2 separate regions of the Zea mays genome follow, and region 1 is linked to region 2. Evidence: chromatin contacts called from public Hi-C data. All regions are on one chromosome and are shown on one strand. The core of a region is the stretch at or near the end of the contact, and the rest is flanking DNA. Distances in the headings are between cores, read along the strand shown. Region 1 holds the start of LOC100193535 (Annexin D5). Region 2 holds the start of LOC103632707 (endoglucanase 22).

Evidence for each region. Hi-C and Micro-C count contacts between places; a contact is called where the count stands out from the background.
Region 1: a Hi-C map of bundle sheath shows a contact between it and region 2, with 3 times the contacts expected there. The contact joins the promoter of LOC100193535 here to the promoter of LOC103632707 in region 2. A contact is called at or near these places in 2 of 25 Hi-C or Micro-C datasets (bundle sheath and tassel).

The regions. Positions count from the first base shown.
Region 1 is chr7:111,654,344-111,657,043 of Zm-B73-REFERENCE-NAM-5.0, reverse strand. LOC100193535 (Annexin D5) reads right to left here and starts at 1,262. Exons shown (of 7, transcript NM_001138646.2): 1 at 1,091-1,262. The coding sequence starts at 1,166.
Region 2 is chr7:111,338,869-111,341,568 of Zm-B73-REFERENCE-NAM-5.0, reverse strand. LOC103632707 (endoglucanase 22) reads left to right here and starts at 1,376. Exons shown (of 4, transcript XM_008654451.4): 1 at 1,376-2,053; 2 at 2,370-2,570; 3 at 2,676-2,700. The coding sequence starts at 1,565.

The DNA of each region.
Region 1 (2,700 bases), core at 13-2,512, 320 kb before region 2:
TTGTTTTGTGATAAAAATACAAGAAAAAAAACACATTGAATTAATAGTTACAGACCATCCCAAGAAACACATATAGAATTACAACATTTTAGTGATATAAAGTTACAAGTAATGGTCAAAGTCGCATATCTAAGCCATGAAAAGTCAGAAACACTAAATAAAAAAAGCAGAGGGATTATTAATAAGTTCCTGGAAGGCTAGAAGCAGTTGACCTGTCTTTTGGCCTTTTTATGGCAGTTGGTGCACAGCACTCTTAAGGTATTGTGAGCAAATTGGAATGTTTATGGAAAGGAAATGCGTAACAAAATAGAAATAAACCAAACAATAAAATAATTAACAAATGCATCAACTTGCATATCAGCTAACCACAGAATTCTTTAATCACACATGTTAGAGCATACAAAAGACCACCATACTTTCATTAAAAATAAATTCTAATATATATGTGTGTACCTTACAGTTATTATACATTTTCCTCAGTCACCGTATGTGAAACTTATAGTTACCCATGCATTTCCCTCGGTTCACTGTACACTAATTTAGTTATCAGGTACACATGTGGAATCTATAGCACCTACACCGTCCAGAATTGCAGGTGAGTTTCCCTTGTATTACTCCACTACATGCTTGACCCCAAATTATAGTCAGATAAAACAAAAGATGTCATAATCACCGTAATTTCCATCACTGTATCCAGATCAATCGCTACCCAATTACTGACCTAGCAACCACAGGAAATTTCCAATGGCCTATATAAGCCTCTAATAACAATAACCCTCCTCGACCACCTTCCCATCTGCAATCTGAACCCAGTCCAGCTAGCCCCCCCCCTGGAATAGGGAATTGTTGTAGCATCGTCTAGCTCCTCGACGCACCCCCCAAACTCGCATGCGCAGAAAATCAAGGTAACCGCCAGGCAACCAAATAGCAACGACGGTTTCCGGCCCCATAGAATAATCTCCTGTCCATTCAGCCACAGTATCTGACCGAAAACGAGAATCAAACAACAACGGCGCGGCTGACCCCGACGAATTGTGGGGCAGCCGTAATTTGGGCGAGAAGCCGAGGGGAAATTAGTGGCGTAGCGGACCTTTGAAGGCCTTTTGGAGGTCGATGGCGTCCTGCCGTGGGTTGGGGGGCGCCGGCGGCAGGGTGAGGCTCGCCATCGCCGGCAATCGCTGCGCGGGCGCGCTGCGCGCGATTCGATTCGATTTGGTCGGCTCGTGGAGGGAGATTAGCGAAATGGGTAGGTGCAATTCGTGGTGCGCGCTTTGCGGTAAAGTATGAGGAGGAGTAGGACGGAGATAGCAAGGAGCTAGCGTGGACCGCGTCTAGCCGTCCGAGACGTTACGTGGTGGTTTCAACGGGCGGCACAACACTGACCGGCCCCAGACCCTGCCTCGGCAGTCGCGGCCTCTCGGGTTGCCGCGTTTATAGTTGGAGGCAAACGTTTTGTGCATACCATGCTCTGCCGCTTTCCTCTCCCATCATTTCAGTTTCTCTGCTGTAAATTAATTTGTTAGAATGGATAGCTCTTTCAAAACAGGTCATGAACTTGTAAAATAGAGTTAGTCCAGTTAGAAATGTTTGTCAAAATAAGTCATATATTATTTTTAAATATTAAGCATCATTTGTGGTACTATACACGACCGAAAGATCCGACCTGAGGACCGGACGGTCCGGCCTTAAGCGTGGACGGTCAAGTTGGGAAGGTCCTTAAAATATTGCACAGGTAATAACTCGTAACGCCTACATGTTGCAAACATCGCAAGGTAAAGGCTTGCACAAGGTGTTGAATGGTTGTTTCCTAAAGCAATATCATCTTAATTTGTGGCAAGATGTTAAAACTGATGTTGTCACATCGAGTTGATTCCAGCCTGCACCAGTGCTTTTGGTTCGCTCAGTTTCTCCAAAAGGCAGGGATGCATGTGTTGAGCACCATTTGTGCCACTGGGCACAGCCGGACGGTTCGGCCCAGAGGACTGAACGGTCCGCAATTAGATCATATCAGGCGTAACTAATCCCTTTTCGCGCATGTTTATCCCTCTAAACCCGCGGTTGCTGTTGGGAGACGCTTAGGAACAGGTACATACCTCCTCCTATATATATGAAGGGGTACAGCCGATTGCGATGACCAACAATAGAACTACAATCAATATATCTTCCGTTCTTTACCTTTTGCCGTAGGAGTAGACAGTAACGTAGCTTCCTCTCTCTAATCTTCACCTATTTTCGGCTCTACGTCCTATAGAGACGTCTTGGGTAGCCTGCCGATCCCAACACAAACCCTAGAATCTCTCCTCCACGACGGGATTCCACCCAGGAGCGAGATCCAGGTGCTGTTGGCGAACGCCGCCGCCCCTGTGCACGCGCGGACCGTCCGGCTCGTCAGCAGGGAACTCTCACCTCTGCGCCAGGCCGCCGACCGTCTAGCCCTTGGTTGTAGACCGTCCGACCTGCTACAGCTGCCCCCAAGGTAAGTGAGACAAATGAAATCCAATCTCTTAAAGCTTACATAGACGAGCAGCGAGAACAAATGCAACACATCATAGGGTTATGCAAAATCATTATAAGAGGCTAGTGTGTGCATTCAATAAATCTATCGTCACAAATTTTCCATCGCACGAGGTTGAAACTAGGGAAAATACACGCGATTCAACAGTTCTAGATTGGCATGACCAATCCTAACCCCTTTACAAG
Region 2 (2,700 bases), core at 127-2,626:
GGCGGGCGGCTGGCAAATCTAAAGCGTGCTCGCCACTGGTCCTCCGGTGTGCAGCACTAGCTAGACGCACCGGCCGGCGGCCGCAAACGGAAGCGACGCCGACGCGGCGCGTGGCGGAGGCATGGAGAGGGACATGCATGCCAGTTATTAATGTGTCCCACTCCCATCGGACGCGCACCGGATGCATGGATCGCCAACGCTTGATTTCCTCGAGTCACCGCGTGCACGTACGCGCCGGCCGGGGCTCAAAACGTCGGCGGTTCATGCATACTGCCGCGCGCCCCGCCGAGAGACATGGACACGCACGGACGTCCCTGGTGGTCTGGTACTCTGGTTCTGGTATAGATGGATCGACCGGTAGTAGCTTCCGTTTGGCGAAAGAGCTAGCTCCGTTTGGTGAAAGAGTTGCTCGTTCTCGCTTCGCCACCCGTCCCACCGACGCCCGGCCCCCGGTAGGGTAAATAAGGACACGGCAAAGCTACAGGGTAGCGTCTACGCACAAGCGGTTGGTCATGTCGCCATAGTGGCCGCTGTTCCAGCCACTCTTTTCGTCCGCTTCTGCGCGTCCGCGTGCCCTTATTCGGTCGCATGCCTTTTTGACGCAACGACTCCAGAAACGGAAACGCAGTGGCAGTCAACATTGATCACTTGAGTGTAGGATGTCTCTCGGCGGCAAAACGGCACGCTTGCTGTCACGGCCCAGTAACGTCACGGAGTTCATCGGATCCGGCTGCGCGGCGCCGGTCCAGGCCCGCCGCCCCGCCGAGCAACGTCGTAGTACACAGCGATCGACGCATGCAGTCCATTCTCTCCGGCCGTACCCGCTCCGCAGTCCCCACCCGACGTCACCCGAGAATCATTCAAGTCTGGTCCCTCCCAAGGATTTCACAGCCAGCATTGAGCCGGTCAGGTCAAACCCACTGCGCTGCACCGCCTCGGCTCGGTCGTTCCGTCGCCCTTGCCACTCGCATTAATGCCGCCACCAACAAGCCGAAACTGTCAATCGATCGCCCACTCACCCATCACTTCATCAGGCAAGGCACCAGCGTAGCCCGTCGTCGATCGGCAGCTCGCCTGCCCAACCACCCGCCGCAGCCACTGTTCGAACTGAGAACCCAACCAGCCGGCGGGGCGACACGCCAAGTCCGCACCCCTGCCGGAGCACGCGTACATGTCGCGGGGCGGGCAGGAGAGGGTGCGCCGATCATTTCTCGCACACCTGGAAAGCGGAGAGCGCGAGAGAGCCCCCCGCAGGCAGATCGCCAGTGGCTGACCGCCCGCAGAGCGCAGACGCCCCCCCCCCCCCCCCCCCCCCCCCCCCCCCCCCCCCCACATCCGGCATCCGTCCTAGAGACGCAACGCAACAATAAAAGAGGACAGGACAGAGAGGAAACCCCGAACACCGAGAGCCCCTCCCGTCCCGTCCCAACCCAAGCACCGCGTCGAACAAAGCATCGACATACAGACAGCCAGACTGCGAGGGAAACCGGGTCCCCCAAAACCAAATACTCTGTGTGCGTACGCGCGGCAGTGAGCGACGAGGCGCGGTGCGCGCGCACTGGCCATGAGCCGGGGCCGCGCACGCCGGCCGGTTCCAGGCAGCGGCACCCGCGCCGGCGCGCTCGAGGTCCTCCTCCTCCTGGCGTCCGCCGTGCTGCTGGCAGCGTGCCCCGCCGCGGCCGTGGAGGCAGAGGCAGGGGACGAGGAGGCGGTGGACTACGGCGCTGCGCTGTCCAAGAGCCTGCTCTACTTCGAGGCGCAGCGGTCGGGGCGGCTGCCGCACAACCAGCGCGTGCCGTGGCGGGGCCACTCGGGCCTCACCGACGGGCTGCAGCAGGGCGTGGACCTGGTCGGCGGCTACTACGACGCCGGGGACCACGTCAAGTTCGGCCTGCCCATGGCCTTCACCGTCACCATGCTCTCCTGGGGCGCCATCGACTTCGCCGACGACGTCGCGGCCGCCGGCGAGTGGGGCCACGCGCTCGAGGCCATCAAGTGGGGCACCGACTACTTCGTCAAGGCGCACACCGAGCCATTCGTCTACTGGGCAGAGGTACATACAGCGTGCGTCTTTTCTTTCTTGGGGTTTCTTCCTCCTTCTATTCTCTACCTGCTGCTGCCACGTACGCTAGCTAGGCGCCTAGGCGTGCGTGCGTGCGTCGCCCCACTGCACCACACATGGATATGGAGTGGATGGATCGGGCCGAGCTGAAATTTACTGCTGCCTGACTGCCTGCCAGGCTCCAGCCAGCTGCTACTGCTAGGAAGCGACGCGATCGATGGATCCGTCGTCATCCATGCTTATATGTATGAATGAATGACGACGGCCAGGGCCAGGTCATTAACAGTCGCTCGCGCGTGGCTGACAGGTGGGCGACGGCGACACGGACCACTACTGCTGGCAGCGGCCGGAGGACATGACGACGTCGCGGCAGGCGTACCGCATCGACAAGGACAGCCCGGGCTCCGACCTGGCCGGCGAGACCGCCGCCGCGCTCGCCGCGGCCTCCATCGTCTTCCGCCGCTCCAACCCGCATTACTCCCACCTCCTCCTGCACCACGCCCAGCAGGTGGGTTGGTGGGTGGGTGGGTCATCATTGCATCATCACCCCTACCCTCTCCTGTATGTCACTCTGATGGATTGATACGTACACGTACGTGCTTACCTACGGCAGCTGTTCGAGTTCGGAGACCGGTACC